2 separate regions of the Zea mays genome follow, and region 1 is linked to region 2. Evidence: chromatin contacts called from public Hi-C data. All regions are on one chromosome and are shown on one strand. Each heading gives the region's core, a stretch centred on a gene start, on an enhancer-like site or on the middle of the called end of the contact. The rest is flanking DNA. Distances are from core to core; before and after follow the strand shown.

Evidence for each region. A called contact is a pair of places that touch in the nucleus more often than the background predicts.
Region 1: a Hi-C map of endosperm shows a contact between it and region 2, with 7 times the contacts expected there. The contact joins the promoter of LOC111591128 here to the enhancer-like site in region 2. A contact is called at or near these places in 5 of 25 Hi-C or Micro-C datasets (bundle sheath, endosperm, leaf and 1 more).

Annotation. Positions count from the first base shown.
Region 1 is chr3:51,078,943-51,084,963 of Zm-B73-REFERENCE-NAM-5.0, forward strand. It overlaps LOC111591128, which reads left to right and starts at 4,650. Exons shown (of 1, transcript XM_023301969.1): 1 at 4,650-6,021. The coding sequence starts at 5,447. LOC100037796 (protein kinase-like) reads left to right here and starts at 3,740. Exons shown (of 13, transcript NM_001112497.2): 1 at 3,740-4,451; 2 at 4,581-4,643. The coding sequence starts at 4,257.
Region 2 is chr3:50,791,036-50,797,562 of Zm-B73-REFERENCE-NAM-5.0, forward strand. LOC109944812 (a long non-coding RNA gene) reads left to right here. Exons shown (of 2, transcript XR_002267988.1): 1 at 1-593; 2 at 671-990. Among protein-coding and RNA genes, the nearest start is that of LOC109944812, 7.1 kb to the left of the region's middle. Within about 2 kb of position 3,941, at least 19 of the 20 cell types and tissues checked have an H3K27ac peak or open chromatin away from gene starts, as enhancers often do. A contact at or near this core is called in bundle sheath, endosperm, leaf and 1 more, where this site is marked.

The sequences.
Region 1 (6,021 bases), core at 3,400-5,899, 290 kb after region 2:
ACGTGGAGAAGTGGCCTATCAGCTCAGTTTGCCAGAGAATTTGTCTGCTGTGCATGATGTCTTTCATGTGTCTCAGTTGAAGAAGTGCTTGCGTGTGCCAGAAGAGCAGTTGTCAGTGGAAGGTCTTGAAGTCCAGGAGGACTTGACCTACGTTGAGAAGCCAGTGCAAATCCTTGAGGTCGCAGACAGAGTCACCCGAAGGAAAACCATCAGAATGTGCAAAGTCAGATGGAATCACCACTCTGAGGAAGAAGCAACCTGGGAGCGTGAAGACGATCTGATGGCTAAATACCCTGAGCTCTTTGCTAGCCAACCCTGAATCTCGAGGGCGAGATTCTTTTAAGGGGGATAGGTTTGTAACGCCCTGAATTTGGGGGTAGAATTTTTTCTTCTTGTCTCTCACCAAATTCAGGCGTTACCCTTTTCTTTCCTCGTTCCCTCGCTAAACCTTGATCTTTTCCAAAGTTATAGCGGAGTTTGGCTTGGATTTCCCGTGTAAAGAAAAAACCCTAAATTACTTGATGTTGTTTGATGCACCATGCCGAACTATGCATTCTTTGATTGCTTAGAGATGTAAGTGCATTCATCTAGAAAGATCGGATTTCGAAAAGGAGAAAAACCTTTTCTTTCTTTTTCTTTTTCTTTCTCTCTCTTTTTTTTCTTTTTCTTTTCTCTCTCCCGCACCGTGGGCCGCCCTGGCCGGCCCAGCCGCCCCCCCGCGCGCCCCCTTTGGGCCCATTGGCCCAGCCGCCCCCTCCCAATCCCCCCAATTCCCCCCAATCCCTCTCCCTCCCTCTCATTCTCTCTCTTCCCCACCCTAGCCGCCGCCCCCTGCCCTAGCCGCCGCCCCTGCTCGTCGCCGGTTCGGCCGCCCGTCCCCGTCCCCGGTGAGGTCCCCCTCCCCCTCTCTTCCCTCCCCCATCCCCCCCTCCCCTTCCCCCTACCCGGCTCGGCCCCGCCGCTCGGCCGCCCCTGCGCCCCGGTCCGGCCGCCCGCCGCCCAGCTCGGCCGCCCCTGGCCGGCTCGGCCCGCCGCCCCTGCGCGCCCTGCCCCGCCCCTGGCCGGCTCGGCCGCCCCTGCGCGCCAGCTCGGCCGCCCCCTGCCCCTGCGCCCCCACCGGTTCGGCCGCCCGCCGCCGGCTTGGCCACCCCCGCCCCTGCCCAGGCCGGTTCAACCGCCCCCTGGCCGGTTCAACCGCCCCCCCTTTTTTATTTATTTTATTTTATTTTATTTTCTTTCATTACTGTTACTTATTTTATTTTAGGCAGGATAATCATTGTTCATGTTATTGAAATAGGAGACTTGATTTAGAATTCCGTTACGCTAGTTAATTCATATAATCAATTGTTTATCCAGTTCAATGTTGATCAACTAAAAATGACTAGGTTTCCATTAGTGCATATAACTAAATTCTTTTGTTAGAACCAATTGTAACTAATCATTAGTGCATAAGCTTTAACCCCCCCCCCCGCGAGACCTTTTCTCGTTTCTTTCTAACCATAATGAATGCGACATCGAATGTCATACTTGATGCATATCCACTTTATTTGTTCCCTTGTATGATGTACTGTTTGCTTCCCAATTTGAATGGATGTATGTATGTATGCTTGCAATCGCATAGAGAACGATCCGGTTGAAGAGCCCGAGGAACTTGCAGGAGAAGCCCCTGGGCAGCAGTCGGTTGGTGGAGGCAAGTGTCCCTTGACCTATCTATGTCCTATTCATTATTTAATTCACCTCCCGCTGTATACATTTATGCCTAAAGATTGACTAGTTTTGTTATCCCTGTCCTTGCTTACCTATATGGGTTGGATTATTATTAGTTAGCTTTATGCTATTGCTCAACTCTAATCAATGAACATGATGAGATTATCTATGATACGCTGTTTTCCCTTCTCTTATTATGATGTTATACTTGTGGTCTTCAAGGGGGCTCGAGCGGTTTCTCGAGTGCCTCTCCGTAAGGACCTGTTCTATGGATGACCGCCTGGGAAAACAGTGCAACCATGAGGGTGGAATGGGGTGCCCTTAGCTGAATAATTAGAGGATCCGGAGTGTAGTTCACTTAGCCGTCGTGCCGTCAATGGGGCTCGGTGTATGCGGCTCGCTCTGCCAAGTTTGGGTTCGCCCCTTGGGGAGGAGTGCGGTGCATTTAGGAAACCTAACGGGTGGCTACAGCCCTGGGGAATCTTTGTAAAGGCTACGTAGTGATGCCCTGCTAGGCCACCTAGGTAGTGGTCAATGGGGAGTTGCTCTCTCCGGGCAGAATGAGAATCACGGCTTGTGGGTAAAGTGCACAACCTCTGCAGAGTGTTTAAAAACTGATATATCAGCCGTGCTCGCGGTTATGAGCGGCCAAGGGAGCTCCAGTGATTAGTGGTACTTGATCAGAGACATTATGGTACAGATGGCTATGAGATCGATGGTTTTGGTTATGACTATGGTGCTGGTAAGTGGTATTCTTTCCGTTTGGAAAGGGTACATCGGGTTAATAACTTGGGTTAAAGCTAAAACCTGGCTTTCTATTAGTAAATAATAACCTGACCAACTAAAAGCAACTGCTTGACTTATCCCCCACATAAAGCTAGTCCACTACAGCCAAACAGGATACTTGCTGAGTATGTTGATGTGTACTCACCCTTGCTCTACACACCAAACCCCCCCATCCCCAGGTTGTCAGCATTGCAACCACTGCTCAGGCGAAGATGAAGCTGTGGAAGGAGACTTCCAGGAGTTCCAAGACTACGACGAGTTCTAGGTGTGGGTTAGCGGCAACCCCCAGTCGGCTGCCTGTGAAGGCCGCGTTTATCTACGTTTCTTTTCCGCACTTTGATTTATTGTAAGGACTATATGGACGTCTCAGACGTATGATGTAATCAACTATTTTCCCCTTTTAATACTATTTTGAGCACTGTGTGATGATGTCCATGTTATGTAACTGCTGTGTACGTGAATAACTGATCCTGGCACGTACATGGTTCGCATTCGGTTTGCCTTCTAGAACCGGGTGTGACACTCATGGATCCTGCAAAATATGTGTCAGGATTTGGAGATCCATGCGAGCACTACACATGGTGCTCCTCCCTTGTGTTCTTGGCTCTTGCATGCATTAGGTCGTTTCTAAGACCATATTGACACAATAGACTCCATGGTGTTTGAGGTTGCTGAATTGGTTGGAGCAGCAATGATTTGTCACACTAACAATAAAAGGGAAGGTTATTTGTTTGTTTTAAACGTTACTAATTGCTACGAAGTACCATAATTTGTATAGAGCGCATCCAATTTTTATTGATGCCCGACTTTAGCAACCACTCAATATTTTAATCTATCTTTTTTATAAGTTTGAGTTCATGTGACTTAGAAACTTGAGCTCACAAATTTCATCTTATTTGGTCTATATATGGTGAAATTATGCCATTCTATATTTTCTGTTCGTTCAGTCAGTCGTTGTGAACTCTTTTCTAATCGCTCTCTTCATTAGCCGTGTTGTACCGAGACATATTAGATGGAGACATGGAGTAAACAACAATATCAGTTAGTCAAATAAAAAAAATATTATGCGAAGAGTGAAGACAATCAATAAAAAAATTTAAGATCTGTTTGGTGGATAGTTTACGGACAGTACGGGCAACCGACTAGTATGTATATCTGTGTCAAGAGTTTATAGCCACTCGGCCAAGCAATCTCGCTATTTCTCTCTGACTGCCTAGCGGAACTGGTGAATTTGATTCGCGTTATCAGCAATGAACATAGAGCTAGCTAAGAGGATCAAACTGAGGGGAGCGTTCATTGACCTGGCTGCTACGCGGAGGCCTGGTGGACGTAGCAGCAGCAAGGCCGCGTGGATTTGTCCCATTTGTTTTGTTTAATAGTAATATAATCGTGGACAGAGCAGAGGCTTTTGCGTGTGCGTTTACCAGTTGCCCATCCGGGTTACATCTCACGGAATCTGAGGCTGAGGCGACGGAGCGCAAGCAAGCAAGCAAGCGAAAGGGCAGGGCTGCCTGCCACACAAGAGACAAGGGAAGAGGAGAAGGGTAGACGAGTAGACGACTGTGATGAGGCTAGAAGAAGAGCAGGCAGGAGCTATAAGTACCCCGCCCCCTTCCACCCTCTCCTTCCACCTCCCTCCCTTGCTGCCTCATCCATTCCAGAGCTGCGAAGACAGACAGACAGAGAGAAAGAGGGATCGACGGAGCAAGGCGGGGCCGTGTCCGGTCACACACGAGCGAGCCCTCTCGGCCGCGCGTTTGTGAATGGTGAACGGCGAGCGGCGGGCGGACGCGGAGTGCACGCGGGCGTCGCTGCTGGGGAGGTATGAGATCGGGCGGACCCTCGGCGAGGGCAACTTCGGCAAGGTGAAGTACGCGCGCCACATCGCCAGCGGCGGCCACTTCGCCATCAAGATCCTCGACCGCAGCAAGATCCTCTCCCTCCGCATCGACGACCAGGTTGGGCATGCCACACACGTGTTTCGCCGCCGCGCGCTAGCCGTTTCAGATTCCAGTCCGGTCCGGTCCGCCGAGCATGCTGACGGCGGCTTCTTCGTCCATTTCGCTTTGCGCTGGCGCTGTTTGCAGATCAGGAGGGAGATCGGGACGCTCAAGCTGCTCAAGCACCCGAATGTCGTCCGCTTGCACGAGGTGCGTGGCACACCGAACTTGCTTCAAACCTCCCCTTTCGTATCGTTCCTTCATTTCTTCTTGGATTGGATCCTTCTCCTCCTCGCTCCTTCCAGCTCCAGCTGGACCAATTCCCCTTGTCTGCTGGACTGGTAAGATAGGATCCGATCCCGTATACTTCCATTCCATGACGCTAGAAAATGAACTTGCTGTGCTCCGTAAGGGATTATTAGGCTAGCTGTCCAGTTGTACTGTCCTGCAAGTAACGGACCATCTGGCTTTTACTTGGAACCAAAGGATTAGCGGTTTTTGCTTGCGCGGCCGGGATGAGACTCTTTCGTCACACACACACACAAACACAAAACAAAGGATCTCTTTTCTCTCTGCTAGCTCTCGTCGCTTGCTTCTCAACGCTGTTCACGCGGAAAACACCGGCGGGAGCTTTGGCTGACGTCCGGTCCTTCGATCCACGCCGCACGGCATCTCCGCCGGAGTTTTTACTCCGGCCGCTACCGGAATATGAGCCCCTGTCCTGGGCATAAAGCGGTTTCGCCTCGCCACGCCACATGCACCTGCAAGTAGAGAGAGAGGCCTGTCGAGACTCGAGAGTCTATAGTTCACGGGCTCTTCGCCTCTCGGGGTTCCAAAGCCAAAGGGGGAAAAAAAAAGGAAGGAAGAAGGCTCACGGGCTCCTGGAATTACGCTCAGGAAAAAAAATCGCGAGAAAACGATACGATTTTTCGCCAGGTTTTTTGTGAAATTGCTTGTAGTAATAATAACAAGGAAAAAAAAGTCATGTCCTTTGATTCTGTGACGAAAACCACATGCATTCCAAGCGAGACATCTCAGGCCACAGTTTCACACAGTCGCAGTGTGCCGGATACGAAAGCGATCCCATCCGGAGCGTCAGGTCCGTGACCGTCTCGTCTCCACTTGTACAAATGAAACCGACCACCGGCCGGGACGGTTCCCGTTTCGGCACAGTAGAGCAACACGGCACACGAAGGGGGCGGGCCCACCGCGCGCGGTACGCATGCCTCTTGGGCTACCCGTCGAGCCATGTGGCCGGCTTCCTGGTGGCCCCGCCACGTCGGCCTCACACGGTCCCGGTACATCTGGCCAGGCAGGTACTGCTGGAGTATTATGCATGCATCGTCGTGAGCTGGGTGCACCAAGTCACCCCACACCGCGTGGGCCTGCCCGCGACGCAACACTTGTCGCACGGGCCCCGCACACGTGTTCCGCGGGGCCCCCTTGGCTGCTCCTCTATCCTCCCCCCCGGGCCGCTGGCCGCGGCCACCAACTCTGTGCGCCTTGGTGTGACCGGTGGTCTCTGTGCTCCCAAGCTGAGCAGCAGCAATCGCCGTTCCGGAGGCCGGAGCACAGAGACGAGACCCGC
Region 2 (6,527 bases), core at 2,691-5,190:
CGGATCATGAACCACAAAGATCCTCTGAAGGAACACTTTGTTTCCTCCGAAGGCTCGGGGGGGCTACTATCAGGGGTAATAACCCCCAAGGACCCAAAGCTCATCGGTCCAGGAAAGGAAAAAGCATGCCCAAACCTGCCTAGACAAAACCCACCCTACTCTGGCAGACAGAGGCAAGCCATGGGTACCCACCCCTCCCCAGCTTCGACGTAAACCATAAATGGGTCGAACATGCCTGAAGCTGATTCCTATGGTCAAGCGAGACACACCTAGCTCACAGCCGGATTGCACCCATATCAAGACGAACCATCCCATGGACAAGGTCGATCCTCCACATCACTTTCAACCTTAGAAGCCCGCCAAGGAAGAATGGAGGTACGAATAAACCACATAGTGTTATCTGCCCTGCAACGCCTACTCTAGCTTAGGCCTCCAGCTGAGGTCAGGAGAACCCCCAACCTCCATGGCAAGGTCTGACGCACACTTTGCAACCCACAAACCTCACATACGCAACCTCGCCAAGGAAGTGAACAAAGCTGCAAACCCCGATGGCAGGCAACATCAGTAGAGAAAGAAGCTTGACCATCTCATAGGTGTGTCGCCTCCTCCTTCACCATGCTAGTGACTACATGATAAAATTGTAACCCTTCTTACTCTTGGTCTATAAAAGGGAGAGGAGACCCCTAACAAGAAAGGAGAGACAACACAGAAAGTACGATATGAACTCTCACACCTCACATAGACTTGGAAACTCTCTTTCTTACCCGTTTGTAACTCCCTACTACAAACAATCAGGTGTTGGTAGCGCGAGTCACCGAAGACTGAAGTAGGGAAAAATTCAATTTGAACATGTATAACCTTTGCGTCCACCGCGCACACCATCCAGACCTAAAACATGCATACACAAATTTACTGGTTGGTGCTTATTCGTAACACCGGCAATGATCAATTGTGAAATATTGAGCTTCTACTTATGAATTTCGCATCGTATACTATCTGTGTAATTCAACGCCCTTGTAATTCTGTTGCATGTGACCTTTGCTTGCTTCGGTTTGTTGTGGGCCTCAGCTAGTTACTTGTAGGAATATAATCGGATCGGATACAGATGAATATTACTTGTTCTATATTTGTTTTAATATTTTATATTTGGATTTGGATCAGATACATATATTATGAAGTTATATCGGATAAGATTTGAATAGATATCGATATATTAAATATCTAATTTTTAGAATACGGATATGGATCGGATACTGAGTAGCCGGACTCGGATACGGATCGAAACTTAGGTCATTTAGACAGATCAAATTCGAATACGGACGGATAATATTCGTACTATTTACATCCCTAAACCATCCATAAATAACTAAATATCTTATACAAATAATATTCTTGGGATTGCTCACCCTGAAAAATACAAGGATCATAGGAGATTTTGTTTTCCAAACTAGTCCTAATTTGGATTGATCCCTAGCACCCTTTGTACAAAGTTCCTTGGACTCTGGTCTCACCGGTCCTACAGTGAATCAAAAAGCAGCGAGTCTGAATGTATATATAGAAAAACCTATAAAAAAAGAAGATACGATACTCAGATCACAACGCGCCCATCCCGGCACTTTTTTTTTTGGGTAAAGGCCAATAGACAGACTGGCAAGCTGCCCCGGCCGTGATGTGTTGTGTACATGCATGTGCGGGCTAGGTGAAGCTAGCTTCCGGAGATAAGCCGTATCTATTGTACTGATCATTGTCACGGATAACAAGAATTATTGGTGTCGATGACAGGATTCCGGCTGAACCAGAAAAATACACGTAGAGACGATTATATATATATATTGTCGTACCGATTATCCAGAGATCTGGAACAGTATATATATTCATATAAAACATAAAGACGTTGCATCTCTTGTGATACCGGCACACACATTATTAGGTTTGGATCGTTTAGAATAAAGAACGTGAAACTGTAGATGACATTATTTATAAAATGAAATTTGAAATAATAAATGAGATAGAAGATGTGGATACGAGATATGTTAGAGATGGCCAGTGGGGAAGGCAGGGGCCAGGCCACATCTATCCGAGGGAATGTTTAGCGCTAAAAATGAGCTAACATATTTCGAATGTTAATTTTTTTTCTTTCATTATGAATGAATATGATATAGAATCTGCTAGCATTGAGTTTGTTAATATTTATATAAAAATAAACTTTAAATTTGACATATATCTCCTCAAATGATATATATTTCGAATCCAAATACGAATACAGATTTGGATAATTTTTCACTTTTTCGTTGTAGACACAAAATAATGCATCAAAATACAATTTTTTTTTCATAATATGCTTAACAACATAATTAATGGCCTGTTAGCACCAAATTCTATAATTCGAATGTTTAGGTTCCATCCCTTGCAGAAGGTTGTTTAGGTTCACCTAATAGATAGTTAGATAGTGACCTAAATGTGCATAGAAATTATAAGGAACTTCAAAAAGGGCAACTCCAACAAAGGTCTCCTTCTTGGAGTTGCTCTAATAGAACTAGTGCTTAGCAGTCCTTCGGTTAATAATTAACAAATTTATTTCATCTTATAGATTATATAATCTAGATTATAATTAGAGTTATCTAATCCAGATTATAATTTATCGAAATAATATTCTATACATAGCTGTTTGGTTGCCTATGCCCTTGTTGCGTGTGATTTGGGAGGAGAAAAGAAGAATGTCAATTGGTGTAATTTTAACACCATAATTATGGGTAGTGGGTTTTTTTTGCCTAAAAATAATCTCAAATAATGTCCTCTTGAGAAGATTATGAGGCTATCATAATCCGGGGTATAGATTATATAATCTAGACATATAATTTGGTTGTTTGTTTACTAGCCACATTATTTATGTTGGGTTATTAATCTAGACAGATTATAATTCGGAACAAACGGGGTAACAATCATATCACTAATATTAATTTTAACTGTTAATTTTTAGTGGATGCAAACATATCCAAAATACTTGGTCAATTATCACGGCAGGCATGGGACCGGAGTAGCGGACAATGCAAGCTTAAAAAGCAGCTAAGGCCATGTGCTAGCTAGAGAGCGACGTCCATGCATTATTGATGATGGATCAACCTACACTACACACGGCTGGCCTGTATTCTGTGTACCAAACGAGAATCAGTGGATCGTCGATGAGTCATGAGTGCACGATCCCTCTCTCTCGTCACGTTGGTTCAATTAAGCAGCTACCAGCAGTCAACTGACTGCACACTCTAGTCCAAACACGGCCAGCCTTTTGTTCGTGCAAGGAAAGCGATCGACGACGGTGATCGGCCGGGGAACGAAGGTACGTGCAGGATATATGGCCCGGTAGTGCATGTGTCATGTGTGTGTGCCGAGATCGTGTGTGCATGTGTGGGTCCGGTCCGGTGGTTGCAAGGACATCGGTCGGTTGGTGCTGCACTGCACGCACGCGTCCCACGAGGACGAGGCCTGCACCTGCACGGTATGTTCGGTATTGAAGGCCTCCCCAGCCAAAACTCGGACCCGACCTGCAGGGAACGATGTGCACACACAGACACAGGACAGGACAACAGGACCCCAGTCCCCAGCAGAGTTGAAGCCAAATTCCGTGACAGGGTTCGGCGCCGTCCGATGCGCCGGTACATACGTCGACTTTTGAATATAACTTGCGAAACAATAATATCGGAAAGTGATCGATTATAATGGGCCGGGAGGAGGCTGGAGCGCCTGGCGGCCGGCGGGGTTCGTTCCAGCAATGCATAAACAGAATCGTCGATGTATCATGATGCAATGTGTGTGTGGCACGCGCGGCTGTCATTTTCACGTGAAACGTATAGTAACAATAATAATATATGATAACAATAATGGTCTGATGCTCCAGAGACAATAGTACGTGTTTAAATGCGTATGTCCCCACGCGGGCATGCACGTGCCCCCCGCTACCTGCAAATCAACGGCTACATGCCAATTGCCAGTCCAGACCAGACTTGGTGACTCCATCAACTTCCTCTATATTCATCCTCTATATCTAAGTTTTACAACCTCCTCTAAAAGATTCTCTCCTTTATATCTTCTTCCTCTCTAACAACATTCACTATATCTTGTACTTTATACATAAATACCTATAAGAGAGACATATTTTATTTTTACTTTTTATACATACGTATTTGTATAATACTCTCAAATGTTTTGTACGTATTTTAGTTTTGTTAAATCTATTGTTTAAAGTATTAAATGGATAGAGTAGAGGAGAGAGAAACTCCATATATAGAGAATCTACCAGCGTTCTCTAAATTTAAAGGACCTGTCGGTACCCTAGATTAGGGCAACCCCTTGCTACGGTATGAAGACACGATGTCTGTGCGGCTACCCTTAGCCGCGCGGAGAACAGCTCCAGGAGTATCTCGTGAGCGGTTGAGGTGGCATTATCGGAGACAACGCCATCGGGCCCAGAGGACACAGGACCCCTGTACGCACAACCCGGACCCCCGAAGTAAAGCAGCCCAGAGCCGTTGGATAGGGTTCGTACCCTACCAAGTGAGCTCCGGACCACCCATGACAAGGTCCCAGGAAAGGAAGTGTCGTGACCTAGGCATGGGTCCGGTATTGACGCGTGTCCAGACTCTATCCGGAGCACCTCCGCTCCCCACTCGGTCGAGGGTCTAATGCTGCCACATGGCTTATTGTCTGTGACGTAGGCCAGCGAGCGAAGCATGACGTAAGGGCTCTGGGCCGCGCGGCCCTCGCATTTATTGCGGAGAGGACACGCCGCCTGTCACCCTTCTGACAGGCGATGTGCCCCCACGGCATTTATTGCGTCCTATCCATTCCACTGGCAGGCGGCGCCAGGGCCACCCTGCAGACGGCGCACATGTCCAGTCCGTTGCCGGAACAGTGTGCCCGTGCTGCGCGGTGCACTGTACTCATCCCTTATACGAGAAGCTTCCCCCTGCACGCCGAGGCTATACAGATCTTGGGTGTCAGGGCGCAAGAAGATCGCTCCAGCAGCAAGTATTAGTAGCTACATCCGCCGTGTTCCTGGGCCCACATGTCGGGGCTCAATACTCTTGTACATGTCCCCCTTTAGCTATAAAAGGGGAGGCATGCGACGTTACAACACAAGCTCAATCTTTAGGCTTAGACCCAAGTCATCCAAGACAACTCAAGCTCTCAAGCAATATAACACACAGTGGAGTAGGGTATAACGCTCCGGTGGCCCAAACCACTCTAAACTCTTGCGTGTTCTTGTGTTCATTCCTTCATCTCGCAACAAGCAAAACTCTTAGGCCCCTCCTCATCTTAGGATTTAGGACGGGTGCACTCCGCCACCCGGTCGGAGATTTCCTCCCCGACATTTGGCGCGCCAGGTAGGGGCTAGGCTTTAGGATTTTGCTTGTTTTCTCACTCAGCATGATGGTGTAAATCGTTGAGCACGGTGGATTTCGTGGTGGAGGAAGAAGTTGCTTCTTCCACACCACAGGTTCCCAACTGCCCTATGCCAGACACTGCTGTTGTGCATGTCGCACGACAGCATACAACTGCACAGACATCCCGGACTCCGTCGAGGGCGACCCCGGGAGCATTGTCAGTAGCCAGTGAGTTGCTGCGACACCCTCCAAGCTCCACGGCCTCATCAGGGGCCATGAAGCCATGGTGGGACGATGTCGACCGACTGCTCGGCATGGCACATTCTACCTCGACCAGGTCGAGGCCACGGTCATCCCGGCGCCAACATGAGGCGTCGGCGTCTGTGCGCTCACCCTCAGTGAGGGGCACATAGACCAACGACCTTCGGGCAGAACTCAACCGCAGGCGTGCGGGAGAGGACGCCCTGGTCTCTTTGGAGAGGGCGCGCGAGCGCCGCCAAAACATTGAGGGCCACAACCTCGACCAAGACTTCACTGCGGTAGCACCACAGAGACCAATGGGCACCCAGTCCCAAGCGGGTGTTCCCTTGGCCGGCGTGGGCTGCGCCGCTCTCGCGGATCATCTCGATATGGCGTCATGGCCACCCATGTTCTGGCCGCACCTCCCAGAAAAGTAAGACGGAACGACAAACCCGTCGGAGTTCCTGCAGGTGTACGTCACCGCCATCACGGCAGGAGGTGGAAACACCGCTGTGATGGCAACATATTTTCATGTCGCCTTGTCTGGACCAGCCCAGACTTGGCTCATGAACCTCGCCCCAGGGTCAATCTACTCCTGGGAAGAGCTCTGCGCGCGGTTCGTTGCGAACTTCGCTAGTGCTTACCAGCAACACGGCGTGGAGGCCCACCTGTACGCAGTAAGGCAAGAGCTCGGAGAAACTCTCCGGACATTTATCTCCCGCTTCACCAAGGTGCGAGGTACTATACCTCGTATCTCCGATGCTTCTATCATCATGGCCTTCCGCCAGGGGGTACATGATAGAAATATGTTGGAGAAGTTGGCCACGCATGACATGGAAACGGTGCCCACTCTTTTTGCTTTGGCCGACAAGTGTGCGGCCAGGGCTGCTGAGGGCCGTGCATGGC